Regions from separate parts of the Capra hircus genome. Here region 2 is linked to region 1. Evidence: chromatin contacts called from public Hi-C data. All regions are on one chromosome and are shown on one strand. Each heading gives the region's core, a stretch centred on a gene start, on an enhancer-like site or on the middle of the called end of the contact. The rest is flanking DNA. Distances are from core to core; before and after follow the strand shown.

Evidence for each region. A called contact is a pair of places that touch in the nucleus more often than the background predicts.
Region 2: a Hi-C map of blood shows a contact between it and region 1, with 8 times the contacts expected there. The contact joins two enhancer-like sites. A contact is called at or near these places in 2 of 5 Hi-C or Micro-C datasets (both in blood).

What each region holds. Positions count from the first base shown.
Region 1 is chr5:107,082,133-107,085,146 of ARS1.2, reverse strand. No RefSeq gene overlaps it. Among named protein-coding and RNA genes, the nearest start is that of FBXL14, 46 kb to the right of the region's middle. Within about 2 kb of position 1,291, at least 2 of the 5 cell types and tissues checked have an H3K27ac peak or open chromatin away from gene starts, as enhancers often do.
Region 2 is chr5:107,158,122-107,161,220 of ARS1.2, reverse strand. CACNA2D4 (voltage-dependent calcium channel subunit alpha-2/delta-4) reads left to right here. Exons shown (of 38, transcript XM_018049066.1): 35 at 611-728; 36 at 2,068-2,180; 37 at 2,778-2,860. Among named protein-coding and RNA genes, the nearest start is that of LRTM2, 11 kb to the left of the region's middle. Within about 2 kb of position 1,755, at least 2 of the 5 cell types and tissues checked have an H3K27ac peak or open chromatin away from gene starts, as enhancers often do.

The sequences.
Region 1 (3,014 bases), core at 42-2,541:
AGCGAACTGGAGTGGGTTGCCATTTCCTCCTCCTGGGGTCTTTCCAACCCAGGGATCGAACCCTCATCTCCTGCATTGGCAGGCAGGTTCTTTACCACTGAGCCACCTGTGAAGCCGCAACTTTGACTGAGAGATGATTCCAAAGATCTTACATGTCATAGTTGTGTGCTTTTTAAAAACCATGTTACCTTTGATCTTGCCTTGATACAAGTACCAATATCTCAGCCTTTAAAAAGACCTTATGGGACTTCCCTGGGAGTCCAGTTAAAACTCTGCACTTCAACCACAGCAAGCACGGCTTTGATCCCTGATCTGGGAATTAAGATCCCACATGCCGCACTGTGAAGCCCAAATGTATAAAGAAAAAAATAAACTAGGCCACAGTGAACTTTCTACACATGTATTTTAAAAAATCATAAAATTTTAAAAAATAAGACTTAATGTTTTACAGAAAGCTTTCATAGCCTCTATCTTATCTGAAGGAAATATATTATGGTGGCTCAGATGGTAAAGAATCTGCCTGCGATGTGGGAGTCCCAGGTTCGAACCCTGGGTTGGGAAGATCCCCTGGAGAAGGGAATGGCTACCCACTCCACTATTCTTGCCTGGAGAATCCCATGGACAGAGAAGCCTGAGACACAGTCCATGGGGTCGAAAAGAGTCAGACATGACTGAGCAACTAACACATATTATGATCCCTGTTTTATTGCTAAGGGAACTGCCTGAGATGACTTGGCCCATCCTCTGCACCAAACCTGAGCCTGTCCTGGTGTGTGTGGTTAGCTCCCCTGAGGGAGGCAGGCCTCACAGTCCTGTAGCTGAAATGAGTCTCCAGGGAGTATCTGGTTTTCAACCTGTCTCCAGACACTACTAAAGTTCCCCAAACATCTCAATGCCCCTTATTTCCTTAAACTTCTCTGGGGAGTGAAATCTATAACTCTCAGTTACCTATCCTGGTGACAAATAGTTTCTTTCTGCTTAGAAAGATAGCCTTTATTTCCACTTTGGTTCTTTTTGTTACCAAAAAAAAAAAAAAAGTCTATTTGGCCAAGAGAGTGTTTTGGTTTTTTTCATTTTTGTTTTTTAACCACTTTGTGGGGAATACACAATAAGGGGCTCAGAAAACAAGCCAGGGATCACTGGGTCAGTCCACAGCACACCTAAATACCAGCTAAGAGTGGGAGTGGGCACACTGCTCAAAGTTCTTGCCTGTCTCTGTGGCAGCCGAGCTTCACAAAGCCCGCCTCGGAGCAGGAAGCACTGGATAACAAACCAAAGCCTGGAATCCAGGGCTGCATCCAGGGCTCTTGCACAAGCCAAGAGCAGAGCCGGGCCGGAATTCTGGTGTCTGACTCTGGGGTTAAGAAGCAAGTCCCTATCTTACAGGGTCACACTGACCTGTAGCTTAACAGAATTTTTATCTGGAAAAGCCCTCAATTTGTGGCCAGACTCAGGACTGGTAGAAGCAGAAGCAGAGGTGACCGCAGGGGCTTTCTTTAGCGAGAACGTGACATCCACGTGCTGGCTGGCGGCCTCTGCTGGCTGGTCCCTGGCCAGGGTGGGCGGAGGGCATGCAGTGGCCAGCTCTGCCCTGCCCAGACCTATGTGGGTACTGGCATCCACAGAGGCTCCTCTCGGGCTGCTGTCCCCTGGACTGGGACCAGCTGAGCGCCCCTTCAGTGCACATTGTGTCCTCTGGGTTTCTCCAAAGCTAGACGGGCCCATGATGAAGCCAAGCTCAAGGCTCAGGTCTGCCTCCAAGAAATGCCCTCCTTATCTGGTCATCCAAAGGGGTCCAACTGACCATAGCAGAGGTTAGAAACAGGTCTAGGAAGTTATTATCCGTTCACACGTCTTACGAAGGAGGAGGCTTTGGGGACAGACTGTACTGATTTTAGTTTCTTGTGTGTGTGTGTGTGTGTGTGAGCTCAGTCGTGCCTGACTTTCGCAACCCCATCCACTGTAGTGTGCCAGGCTCCTCTGTCATGGGATTTCCCAGGCAAGAATACTGGGATGGGTTGCCATTTCCTTCTCCAGGGGATCTTCCTGGTCTAGAGATCGAACCTGTGTCTCTTACGTCTCCTGCATTGGCAGGTGGGTTCTTCACCATTAGCGCCACCTGGGGAGATGCTATCAGGAAGGCCCAATGTCCGCTCGTGCAGAGTCAGTTTTGAGTGCCTAGACACTGACTTCTAGCAGGCTGATGCCCTTCACGCTTTTAAACCCAGCTCTTCTGCAAACAGCTGTCTCCCCTGTGTGCAAGGCAGATTCTCTGAGCCCACAGCCCTGCACAGCTGGTCCTCTTACCTTAGGTTGAGGACAGCCTTGTGCCTCCATCAGAAGAAATTTCCCTGCTCACCCTCCTCATCCTAAATTCATGGTGGTCTGAGGGGCAGATCAGTGCGCACATCTGAGGCTCAGAAGGAAACAGGCCCCTCTTACTTCACATCCTGGGATCACTCAGAAACCCACCAAGGGGACAGAAGGGCCCCTGGAGTCAGTCAGCATCAGCTAGCAGCTGTGTGAGTCAGAGGATGTTCCTTCGCTTCTCTGAGTCTTTCCTCCCATCCGGAACTTGTGGATAATGACACCAACCTTGCGGAGGTACCGAGGGAATTATAGATGATGTACGCAGAGCAGCTGGTACAGTCAGTCCTCTGTGGAAACTACAGTGACTCCCCACCTCTGGGATGATGACCATCAAGCAAGAAGAGCATCTGGCTGCCGGCTCGGAGGCTGACCCAAGCCACTTCCGAGCCCGAGCTCCATTATCATCACCCATGTCTCAGTGGCCCATCCCAGCTGGACTGGGCACTCCCCTCATCATCCTTCCACACTCAATTTTTAACAAATTAGTGAAATATGGGAGTTCCCTGGAGGTCCAGTGGCTGGGACTCTGAGCTCTCACTGCGAGGGACCGGGCTTAATCCCTGGCTGGGGAATTTTGTGCTGTGTGTTGTTACTAGGTCACGTTCGACTTTTGTGACCTTGTGGACTGTACCCCGCCAGGCTCC
Region 2 (3,099 bases), core at 506-3,005, 76 kb before region 1:
CAGCCCTCTCCTGGGCAATAGCTCTGACGACGCCAGAAGGACAGTGTCCTGTGGTCCAGAGGCCAAGGCCCCACACAGGGAACAGCTATCTGCTCACCCAGGAGTGGACGTGGGTCCTCCTCCAGGGCGGCTGCCAGGCCTCTGAGTTTGCCAAGTCCTTTCTGAGCCCGCTCAAGTGACCACACAGGCCCCACTGAGGAGTCCAGGAAGTCTGGGCACTGGGCCCCCGCCCACCTCTAAGTGACCATGGGGTCAGTTGTGGGAGGAGGCCCAGGGCTTGTCCGGGAGCTATGTCTGCAGAGCGCCTGGTGGACCATCCACAGGGAGCAGGGCTGTCATCTTCCAGGCCCCCCACACCCTGACCTCCTCCAAGCCCCTGGACATCACCGCTGACGGTGAGGAGGGAGACAGGCGTCCCCAGGGTAACCCCAGGCGTCACTCACACTCAGCCGCTCCCTCTCCCCCACCCCCTAAGTCCTGATGGCTTGCCATCTGCCAGTGGAGGGAGCGTCTTCCTCCCGGCGCAGTGACCGCACTGCCCAGGCTGTCGAGGCCCAGCCCTACGGGGGTGACCGAAGCCCCGCGTCCACACCCTTCCGTGTCCCCGCAGCCCACAAGCACAAGAAGCAGGACCTGCTGCAGCCCTGTGACACCGCCTACCCCGTGTTCGTCCACCAGACGGCCCTGCGGGAGGCCAACGGCACTGTGGAGTGCCGCGCCTGCCAGAAGTGAGCGGGGAGGGGAGGGAGCCAGGTCGGGTCCCCGCGGCAAGGCCTCTGTGCCCGCTTCCTCGGTGGAGGGACCACAGGCCTCGGCCCAGAGCATGGCAGCCAGCTGGGGACAGGGCTGGCATAGTGTCCATGTCGGCAGACAGGAGAGATGGCCCTGAGGCCAGGGCAGACTCAGGGAAGGAGGGCCAGCTCTCACTTAGACATCTGTCCACACAGAGGACCGGCAGGCTGGAGGACGTTTCAGGAGTGGCTAGGGCACCTGACACCTCTGCCCGAGCTCCCGCAGGGAGGCCAGGCTCTGGCCCAGGGAGGCCGGGAGGCCTGGCTCAAAGTTCTGCGCTGCTCACTCCCACCCCGACCTCAGGCCACCGCCCACCCACGGGATGTTCCATCCTGACCTGGAGGAGATGGCCTCCCCTAGGCTGTCCACTTGCCAGCATGCCACTCCCCAGGGGCTTCCAGGATGTCCCTGAGATTCAGGGCACAAGCAAACTGCCTTCTAGTGGGACGCCTGGGACCCTGGCCTCAGACACAGCTAGCCCATCTTGTTCAGGCAGGCACTGTCATTGTAGGACTCACACAGCTGGTTTCACAGGAATATAGTTATTTGTACACTTATCTCAGAGGCTGGCAGGGTGGATACGGCGAACAGTGTGGGTAAAGCCAAGGCCTCAGAGTAGACGGACTTTGACTGAAGAGGAACTGGTGACCTTGTGCATCACTTTACCCAGAGGCGTCAGCTTTCCCTTCTGCAAAACAGGGATGATACCAACTTCATATGGTGTTAAGAAGGTTGAATATGTACATGTGAGTCTGTTGTGCACGTGTATATGGGCACGTGGGTGTGCTGTGTGTGTGTGCACGTGCACGTATGAAGTCCTCTACCCCGTAGGAAATGCCTACGGGCAGTGTCTGTGGCCAACGCACTGGCTGAGCCAGCGACCGCAACCGGCTTGCACCTACCTGGCTCCCAATCAGGCAGCGTGCGGGCCTGGGGCGCCACCTTGTGGCTACGCCTGAGCACTGTAACCCTGCTGGGGGCGGCCTCTCCACACTGGCCTGTTTACTTGACATGGTCTTGACTTAGGCCTGTGTTCCCCACAGACATCAATAACAACTCTTATCCCCCTAGATGTCTGGGCTTCCTTCCCTCCAATCTGCTAGGAAAGGAGCAGGGCAGCTGCAAAGGCTTGTGGGAGATGTAAACCAGGTTGCCTCCCACCAGGGGGCTGACCTGGGCCCCCAAAGCCCTCGCGCCATCTCCAGAAGAGCCTCCCTGAAGCCCAGCGTCCAGCTGCTCGGAGCTTCCATGGGCCAACCTCTCTCGTGTCCACAGGGCGTTTGTGATGCAGCAGGTCCCCAGCAGCAACCTGCTGCTCCTGGTGACGGATCGCACCTGCGACTGCAGCACCTTCCCGCCAGTGCTGCGGGAGGCAGAGGAGGTCAAATATATCCTCTGGGGCTCCAGCCTGCGTGTGTGTGGGATGCAGGGGAGGGGTGGACGGGGGAGCGGGGAGGGCGGGTCATCACCGAGGGGCTCAGATCTAGAGAGGTGGGGCTAGCCACACTCACCACCAACACCCTGCCCTTCCCACGGCTCCAAGGGCTGACCTCTGACCCTGGAAGGCAGTGAGGCAGCCAGTCCCACCAGAGGTTCCAGAACTGAGTCCCCAGAGGCTCCCGGGTGGCACAGACATCCACCTGCAAAGCGGGAGACCTGAGTTCGATCCCTGGGTCAGGAAGATCCCCTGGAGAAGGGAATGGCTACCCACTCCAGTATTCTTGGGCTTCCCTTACTCAGACAGTAAAGCATCTGCCTGCAGTGCAGAAGGCCTGAGTTCAATCCCTGGGTCGAGAAGATCCCTTGGGGAAGGGAAAGGCAACCCACTCCAGTACTCTCGCCTGGAGAATCCCATGGACAGAGGAGCCTGGCGGGCTACAGTCCTTGGGGTCGCAGAGTCGAACACGACTGAGCGACTGTCACACACACAGGCTCCAGTGTCATCTCCGCCTCAGCTGTGTTCACCTTAACAGTGACCTCTGCACATAACGCCTCCATCAAGTGCGACAGGATGCGTTCCCAGAAGCTCCGCAGGCGCCCGGACGCCTGCCACGCCTTCCATCCAGAGGTGGGGGCTGGTGGCAGGGGTCTTCATCCCCAAACCTCGGCCCAAGCCTGTACCCTTCAGACGTGAGAGCACTGGACACCCAGTGTGCAGCTGGGAGGGCACCTCTGGAACCCTCATCCATGTGCATTCGTGCAGGGAGGGACCCAGCAGTGTTTTTATGATGAGAGCTGGTCTCCCAGGGGCCAGGCCCTTGGTAAACTTAAACACAGCTTCTCCATATTGCCCCCATCGCACTTGGA